Linked DNA regions of Mus musculus: regions 2 and 3 are each linked to region 1. Evidence: chromatin contacts called from public promoter capture Hi-C data. All regions are on one chromosome and are shown on one strand. Each heading gives the region's core, a stretch centred on a gene start, on an enhancer-like site or on the middle of the called end of the contact. The rest is flanking DNA. Distances are from core to core; before and after follow the strand shown.

Region 1 (3,048 bases), core at 302-2,801:
ATTTCCCTGGACAGTTTGGGGAGACTAGACAGGGCCTTCAACTGGAGCAATTTACACACACACACACCCTTCACTGGTATTAGGAGTGTTTTGAGGATGGCCATCTAAGCTTGTCTGGAGGTTCTTTGCACAAGCTTACTACCAGAAAAAAAAAAAAAAAAAATCCACTCTTAGAGTGGAATTGGAGACCAGCCAAGCGGTGGTGGCACACGCCTTTAATCTCAGCCCTTAGGAGGCAGAGGCAGGCGGATTTCTGAGTTCGAGGCCAGCCTGGACTACAGAGTGAGTTCCAGAGCTACACAGAGAAACCCTGTCTCGAAAAGCCAAAAAAAAAAAAAAAAAAAAAAAAAAAAAAAAAAAAAAAAAAGAATTGGAGACCAAATGTAGTAACCCCGCACCCCCTAGGGGCACGCCTGTGTGGCCCTAAACGCATCCAGGAGTGGATCACAGAGCACATGACCCAGTGGGACCCACATTTGGAGGACTGGAGCTTAACGTGCAGGCTGTACATTTTGTTAAAATTCAGAGGATCCTGCTCCCTCCACCCGAAGTTATAAAGTACGATTTTCTTTGAAAATAGCCTTAGAGAAAAGCACTTCAGGAAAGCAGCCAAGGGACTCACACCCCCGTCTCCACCCCCGGAACTGAGGGAAGCCCTGGAAAGAACCAACTTCTTCAACAGCAGTTGTAGATCCCCAGGAATCCAGGGGCGGGGGCAGTATTAATGCTGCATTTCCACACGGGTTTGCAACACCATTGGGGTGACATCAAGTGAAGAGATTCAAGTTCTGAAGCTATATTTAAGCTGTCACAATAATGACAGACTAACACGGAGCTCAGGGAAAGGCCTGAGCCATAAATTAGTTAAGGAAAAAGAACTGTCTCGCTCCATTTACAGGATCGTTTGTGGTTAAGTCAACTGTGTACTAAAATGGTGAAACTGGACAAGGTGTGGCGGTGAACATCTGTAATCCCACTATTCGGAAGGCAGAGGCAGGAGGTTCAATTCAAATTCTAGGCTAGCAGGGGGCTACCTAATAAAACCGTCAAAACAACAGCAACCCGGAAATAAAGATGGTGGTGCTGATGTGAAATGAGTTTAAAACACACACACACACACACACACACACACACACACACACACTTTCTTTTAAAGGAGATGTCAAAAATAGGATAGGACCTGGGCGCTGGACATCGACGTCCAAGCGCTGCTCTGGAAAAGACGGTGGCTTCAATACCTCAAGAGAAAGAAGGTGCGAAGTGAGGCGCCCAGAGTGGCCGTTCCCTTGGTCTATGAGAACAGTGTTCCTGTACTGACCACCTCGCCCTCTACAGTCTGCAATCCCATCAGTCTCAGACTCGGTAGGACGCTAATCCGATGGCGCAACTGGGAACCCGCAGCCTCGGAGAGACCCCGCCACCGCATTGTTTCAGCCCCTCGGGTGGGGTCTTGCAGGAGGAGGGGAGGCGATGTGTCCTCCGGAGACGCCCTATACCCTCCCAGGGGACTCGAGCCATACCGCCCCAGCGCCTGGGCTTTGTGAAGTGTCGCTAGTTACCATGGGACCAGAAAGGAACGCTGAGAATGGCGCTTAGATGGCTGGGGGTTGTCGAGGTCCTGGGGCCATGCCCTCTGTCCCTTCTCGGACCCGGGGCCTGCAAAAGGGACTGTCGGGATTTGTAGTCCCAAAGGCGGCGGCAACGCGGAGGACGCGGGGCGCTACTGGTCCCGCCTCCGCCTAACCTGCTAGCTCGAGGTGGCGAGCACTTGGGGCGGAGCCCTCGGATCCGTGATTGGCCCAGGCGGCTCCCCGCCCCCACCCTCGTCCCCACCCCCGCTCGCCACTCGGGACTCCGCTCCAGGCGCGCAAGGCAGCCACCGAGAGAGCGCGCTAGCAGCCGCTCCCGCCCCGTGCAACCGCAGCTACCGCGCCGCGGCGAGACCCAGAGACCGACCGACGGACCCGCACAATCGCATCATCCTGGAGCAGTGGGTGATGGCAAGGGGAGGGTGGTGGGCTTGATCTTTCCGGGCTGCAACATCCACCCCTCTTTCAGTTTCTCCCTGAGGCTCACAAAAGGGAGGGAATTGGGTTGCGCCTAGGCTCCTCCAGCCGATGAAAGAGATGTTGAGGATTCAGGCAGATCCGGACTAAGGTGGGGCGCAAGTCTGGGTCTTTGTAGTCCCACAGAACTCGGCTTGGTGACTTGCGACGCCTAAGGCATTAATGTGTGCTGGAAAGATTTACAAATAGCTAGAATAAGGAGGCAGCTAAGTTGAAGGGATTCACGCCTAGCACCCAGTAGTCGCGCAGCCGTAGCTGGTCGACGTGCAGTAAATGGCTAAAAGGTGGGGTGTAGGGGAGTGTTTCTGTGGTGGCCGGACCTGTCCTCTTGTACGTCCCTGGATCGCCGCGGTCCCTAGTTCCCACCAACTGCGCCTCTGGTCTGATATCTGCCTAACGTGGTCCTAACCCCATCGTTTGTATCCTCTGTTCCCTGAGCAGAGCAGAGGCCCTAGAGGCACCTGCCGAAACCACAAAGGCCTCTTGCATCTGCCCAGCCCCTGGCGGCGCGGCGCTAGGTCCCTCCGCTGGAGCCATGTCGCCTAGTCTGCCACGCAGCATCTATCTTGGTGGGTGAGGGATATCGATGCCCCGGGCCTGGGGAGATGGCTGGAACAAACGGGCGTGGAGGCCTGGATTTGAGCAGAAAGGGGGAGATGGGTGGGGACAGGTGATCGAATCTGGAGGAGGAGGCTGTGGTTTGGGAAGGGCTGACAATTGGGTGGGAGGCGGGTCTGAAGCTTCGCGCAGGTGGCGCGAGGCGAGGCTGCTCTGAAGAATGAAGAGGGGCGGGGAGATGAAGGGAGGGTGGAGACCTCCCGGGTTTGGGGAGAGTAGACAGGCATGGGAAGGCGACTGAGGCTGTACAGGGGATGGGTCTTCCTCATGAAGGGGGTGGGGGGCTCTCCATCGGGGTAGGGCAGGCAGCTGAGGAGGGAAGAGTCTTCGCCTGAAGACTCCAGCTTTAGGCCAGTCGCTGTTT
Region 2 (2,865 bases), core at 160-2,659, 540 kb after region 1:
ACATCACCTGTTGTGCCCCCCTCTGTCAAGACTCCAACTCCTGAGCCAGCTGAAGTGGAGACACGAAAGGTGGGGACTCTGGTATGATTGTATTTTTGGCCATGGGGATAGAGACATCTTAACTAAGGCACTGTCCTGTATGGAATGCATTTCTGCCTGCTGGCCACCGTTTTCTTCCGTGGGCCGGAAAGTCTCAGGGGTGTCACTGAGCAGTCTCTAGACTGTCCTCCTTGTCTGTCCTGTTCAGGTGGTGCTGATGCAGTGCAACATCGAATCTGTGGAGGAGGGAGTCAAACACCATGTAAGCTCAGGGCGGGGCTTCCCAGGGCTGACCACGCGGCCTGCTGGGGAGAAGGAGCCTCATTCTGATTGTCCTTTTTCTAGCTAACACTTCTGCTGAAGCTGGAGGACAAATTGAACCGGCACCTGAGCTGTGACCTGATGCCAAGTGAGCCTCTCCTTTCTTTTGGAGGAGGGAGGATCTATGAGCCATATCCCTTGAGGGGACATGTCAGGGACAGGGACAGGGACAGTACTTGACAGGGCTCTGATCCTCCCAGACTGTATTCAAGCACCCCTCCTGTCTCTCTGTCAGATGAGAGCATCCCGGACTTGGCAGCTGAGCTGGTGCAGCTGGGCTTCATTAGTGAGGTGAGGGTCCTGCCTGTGTTCTGGGTGCCTCCCTGCCCCCCCTCTCTCAGCCCTGCCTTACTGAGCTGCTTCCCCAGGCTGATCAGAGCCGCCTGACTTCTCTGCTGGAGGAGACGCTCAACAAGTTCAACTTCACCAGGAACAGTACACTCAACACAGCCACTGTCACCGTCTCCTCGTAGAGCTCACTTGAGCCAGGCCCCTAGCCAGGCTGTGGCTGTCCCTGGGCATGCTGCAGTCCTCCTGTCCCTTCTCCCCAGTCAGTATTACCCTTCGCGCCCATATTATTTAGGAGGGCTTTAGGGGCTCCCTGGTTGAGTATCACCCTGCCCCTTCCCCTCTCTTCCTCCCCTCTGCACTTTGTTTACTTGTTTTGCACAGACGTGGGCCTGGGCCTTCTCAGCAGCCACCTTCTAGCTGGGGGCTAGTAGCTGACCTGCTGCCTCCTGCCCTACTTGTGTGGACAGGAGGCCCACGGGCACTGGGGAAGCTGAGTTCTACAATCCCGCTGGGGCGCATGGGCAGGAGAGAAAGGTGGTGCTGCAGGGGTGGCCCCCCGGGGGGGGCATTCGAATCACCTCAGTTGCTGCTGTAATAAAGTCTACTTTTTGCTAAAGCATCTTGTGTTGTGCTTGCGGCTCAGTGGGTGGCACCGCCGCTTCGGTTGGGGCGGGGCGGGCCCAGGTAGGGTGGCCCCTTGGAGGCCGGGCCTTAGGTCAGGGGCGGGGCGGGGCCAGGTGGAGCCGCCTGCGGCGGCGCGGAAGCGGCGCTTGAGGTCGGCGTCGGGACAAAGCCAGGTCCAGGTAGAGCCTATGGGCGGAGGGAGTAGAGCGGCCACGATGAGGTGCTGCGGCGTCTGCGCCTTCGGTAAGTTGTACGGCTTTCTACCGCACCTGTGGTCCCACAGGGCGACGCTGGGCCTGGGGCCCCGCCCTGCACGGCTACTGTCCGCCCCTCCCCCTACCTTGCAGATGCCGCCCGAGGGCCCAGGCGGCTGATGCGCGTGGGACTCGCGCTGATCCTGGTGGGCCACGTGAACCTCCTGGTGGGAGCTGTGTTGCATGGTACTGTTCTGCGGCACGTGGCCAACCCCCGAGGCGCGGTCACTCCTGAGTACACCACAGCCAATGTCATTTCTGTGGGTTCGGGACTACTGGTGAGCGTCGCGGGAGGGTGGACAGGCAAGGCGGGTTGGGCTGGGCGCTGAGAGCCAGTAAGCCCTATTAGGCTTGTTGCTTCCGCAGAGCGTTTCAGTGGGACTTGTGGCCCTCTTGGCATCCAGGAACCTTCTTCGCCCACGACTGGTGAGAAGGGTGGAGGAGGTGTCTCAGCACACTACCAATGGACAGGAGCCTCAAATAGAGAAGTATCACGGAGAAACAAACAGGCTGTTTACCCAGGTCTTCTACCCCACTAGCACTGGGCCCTGCTGACGCTGGCCTTGGTGAACCTGCTCTTGTCTGCTGCCTGCTCCATGGGCCTCCTCCTGGCTGTATCGCTCACTGTTGCCAATGGTGGCCGCCGTCTTATTGCTGATTGCCACCCAGGACTGATGGATCCTTCCATACCGCTGGACCAGGGGCCTGGACACACTGACTGCTCCTTTGATCCCACAAGAATTTATGTGAGCTTATTCTTGCTATTGGAGAAACTCTGGTCCTCACCTTTGCTCCAAGGCCTAGTCCTCTTTGTTACTTTGGGTTTTAGGATACAGCTTTGGCTCTCTGGATCCCTTCTCTGTTCATGTCTGCAGCTGAGGCTGCTCTTTCTGGTTACTGTTGTGTGGCTGCACTCACGCTACGGGGAATTGGGCCCTGCAGGAAGGAAGGGTTGCAGGAACAGGTAAGGAAGAGGAACAGGAAGGGCTCGTTCCATACCCTGGTTGTGTTGAAAAGGAGCTGGTGTGTCAATTTAAGTCCCAATTACTGAATTCCCTCCTTTGGGCAGCTGCAGGAACTGACAGAGCTTGAACTTCCCGAGTGTAAAAGGCAGGAGAACGTGCAGCTGCTCCATGGCCGTCAGGACTTCCAGGCCTTACAGAAGACCTGGGTTTAGGTCAGGTGAAGGCCCTGGGGTGGGATGCATTCTTGGGGACGGGGGCTACGCTGCTTGCTCTCTGACTCAGGTTGGCTCTTTTCTTTGTCAGGCAGGTGTTCTTCTGAGGCGCAGTCCACAGGTGTTTTCTACTACGCACGGGGGCCCTGACCCTAGGGT
Region 3 (2,766 bases), core at 119-2,618, 980 kb before region 1:
CTGTCCTGGAACTCACTCTGTAGACCAGGCTGGCCTGGAACTCAGAAATCTGCCTGTCTCTGCCTCCCAAGTGCTGGGATTAAAGGCATTTGCCACCACTGCCCTGCGTGTTAGAATTCTTAAATGTCATGTGGCAAGAGGCTTCAGCCAGACTCTGAGGCGAGGGGACTCCTTTCCCTATTCTCTACCTTATAACTGGCTTTGTCTTTCGGCGCTGCTTCAATAGAAAGCTTGGGTTGCTGGGCTGTCAGCCCTGGAGTATGCAAGCACACACACCTTCCACTCGTCACTAGGCCAGACTCCTTGATTCCTGCCATTGAGGGTGGTAGTGGGTAAGATTGAGAGCAGAAAGGTGGAAGGAGAGGTGGAGGAAGGTAAAGGAAAGGGCGGGAACTTTTGTGCTTAGTTTTCATTTCAGTCTTGGACAGCCATCTTGTAGGGCTGAAAGTCAATTAGAAAAGAGATCTGGCCAAATTCTATGTTTCACAAAAGGGGAAGTGTAGTGTTTGGGAACCTTGGGGGCAGAACAGAAGCAAGGAGACAAGGAGCCATTCTGGAGGGTTCTATCTGGAGTTGAGTATATCCTACATGTGAGGGAGCATCCAAGGATCTGTGACTTCAGATCATGGGTCTCCACATCTTCTGTGCTTGTCCTTCTCAGGCGTTGAGAAGGTGGGCGTCCAACCATAACATTCTGAGATCAATATGTTCTCTTTCATTCTTACTTTCCAGTGCAGTGTTAGCTAACCTTTTGAAACTTACTGGGCAAGATGAAAAACTACTCATCCTATGGGTGTAAGTGGGGGTGGGGTGAGGATTTAAATGTCTATTTATTTATACAGGAGCTTATTGATTTATTGAGACAGGAGCTTATTGTGGGATCTGATGTCCTTCTCGGGTGTGTCCGAAGACAGTACATTCACATACAAAAAGTAAATACATCTTTAAAATAACCGTGTTTGAAATCTAGACCCTGGATTCAGCACTGCGAGTTGGTAATGATGAGGCCTCTCACGGTTCACTCTAAGTCGGGCCTGCTTGTTGGGTCGGCCGAACCTCGGGACCACAATTCTCCAAGTCCATAGGAGTGTGAGTCATACTACGCTATCAGGTCCTTATCTCCGAATCCACTGTGTCAGAGGCTGTGAGCGTCCTTCCTCCCAGCCTGCTTCCGGGCAAACGCAGGCTCCTTGGTTCGGCTACAGTCGCCTCAGGCTTTAGAGCCCTCCAGGCACAGAGCTTGCGCAAGGGGACGCTTCCCGCCCTATTCAGCCACCTTCGCCTATGTAAACCCTCCAGAATCCCACCGTCCTCAGCTCCGAGAATCTTCCGGAACGCTAGACCAGCGCTATCAAGTCCGACGCGCACGGAGGCTGCTGCGCACGTTAGCTTCAGGGCCGGGCGGAAGTCGACGTCGCCGGGCCGCGCCGCCACCGCGTGACGCACTTCCTGTTTGTTGTTGGAGAAAAGAAGAGAAAGGAAAGCGCGAGGAGACGCCGCCGCCGCCACCGCCACCAGCGCAGCTGTGCCACAGCCGCGAGGAGACCGGCCGCCTGACTTCCCTCCTCGCTGGCCGCCGTGTCCTCGGTGAGGGTCCGCGAGCCGCGGCGAAAAGCAGGGTTGACTACGGCGGGAGGGGAAGGCCTGCGAATGGGCTAACCCGCTTGGCTCCCGGAATACGGGTGCAGGAACCGGGTCGACAGTGGGGCCGGTACTGCTCACAAGGCCGAACGGGTTCCAGTCTAGGCTGTAGTCTTGTGTCTAGGTCTGGGGCTTAAGGTGTTCCTGGTCTGGGCCGGTTGTAGATTGGGTCTGTGGAGAGCGTTTGCCGTTCTTGGTCAGGCCTAGCTCGGGGCTTAGCTGCGGTCCGCTTCCCTAGTTCTCTGGTCGAAGGTGGCGGTTGGGTCCGGCACGCGCTAGGTCGGCCGCAGAGCTCCAGGAGTAGGCAAGGCTGGTGTCACCCAGTCCTGGCGTCCTCACTGCATTCTGCAAGCAAGGGGTCAGGTGGCCTGCGAAGAGCAGGACTCCCATGGAAGGCGCAATCACCGGCCCAGGCCTCCAGGCAGCGAAGGGGGCCGGGTGGGAAGGCCAAGGCGGTTTCCAGGGACTGTTGGGAAGTTTGCTAGGCGACCCGCCTGGCTCAGCTTACTTTTAAAACTAGTTTGATGTTGGCCTCGAAGGTTGCTTTGCTGTGGTTTACGTAACAAAGTTTATGTAACTGGAGTTTACACTAAGTCTTAATTTACTTCGGTTGTGTTGACAAGGAACTCTGCACTGCAAACTAAAAGGTCTTAAAAACTTTGGAGATGGAGTTTTTTTTTTTTTTTTTAAACAGGAGGGGTTTGTCAAGTTTTAAAAGCTTTGTTACCGAAGAAGTTGTATGTGAACCGTTGAAAGGGAATGGTGGGGATGGTCCCACCTTCTAAGGTGGGGAGTGCCTGCCCAGTGCAGCCACTTTGGTTTTTTTGTAACGTCTTTATTTGAACCTTAGATTTGTGGTTAGGGTTTACGCATTCTAGGCCGTAGAATCTCAGGACGCTCAGCTTGCTAGGGAAGTGATACCAACTTTAAGGCAACTGTTTTAGTAGAAATATTGGACATAAAAGCCAGAGGAGGGAACAACCTAAAGAACAAGCGCCCTGATATTTGAACTTAGTCTGTTCTTGTTTGTAAAGTAAACCCCACAGTAGACTTACTGATTCCTGGAAGGACTCCTTTGTTGTACTTTGGGATATCGCCACCACAGGCCGAATTGCCCTCCGGTGT

The links. Capture Hi-C pulls out chosen DNA fragments and counts their contacts.
Region 2: a promoter capture Hi-C map of adipose tissue shows a contact between it and region 1. The contact joins the promoter of Krtcap3 here to the promoter of Dpysl5 in region 1. A contact is called at or near these places in 2 of 39 promoter capture datasets (frontonasal cranial neural crest and stem cell-derived epiblast-like cells) and 1 of 9 other capture datasets (adipose tissue).
Region 3: a promoter capture Hi-C map of pancreatic islet shows a contact between it and region 1. The contact joins the promoter of Dnajb6 here to the promoter of Dpysl5 in region 1. A contact is called at or near these places in 2 of 39 promoter capture datasets (cranial neural crest and maxillary cranial neural crest) and 1 of 9 other capture datasets (pancreatic islet).

Annotation. Positions count from the first base shown.
Region 1 is chr5:30,710,013-30,713,060 of GRCm38.p6, forward strand. Dpysl5 (dihydropyrimidinase-like 5) reads left to right here and starts at 1,552. Exons shown (of 13, transcript NM_001356948.1): 1 at 1,552-1,990.
Region 2 is chr5:31,250,297-31,253,161 of GRCm38.p6, forward strand. Krtcap3 (keratinocyte associated protein 3) reads left to right here and starts at 1,410. Exons shown (of 7, transcript NM_001363337.1): 1 at 1,410-1,518; 2 at 1,623-1,807; 3 at 1,896-1,955; 4 at 2,069-2,275; 5 at 2,359-2,493; 6 at 2,599-2,706; 7 at 2,798-2,865. The coding sequence starts at 1,491. The coding sequence ends at 2,706. It overlaps Nrbp1 (nuclear receptor binding protein 1), which reads left to right. Exons shown (of 18, transcript NM_147201.2): 14 at 1-69; 15 at 248-301; 16 at 385-448; 17 at 596-651; 18 at 729-1,267. The coding sequence ends at 833.
Region 3 is chr5:29,734,530-29,737,295 of GRCm38.p6, forward strand. It overlaps Dnajb6 (DnaJ heat shock protein family (Hsp40) member B6), which reads left to right and starts at 1,369. Exons shown (of 8, transcript NM_011847.4): 1 at 1,369-1,587. Gm5129 (predicted gene 5129) reads right to left here and starts at 1,407. Exons shown (of 1, transcript NR_028426.1): 1 at 805-1,407.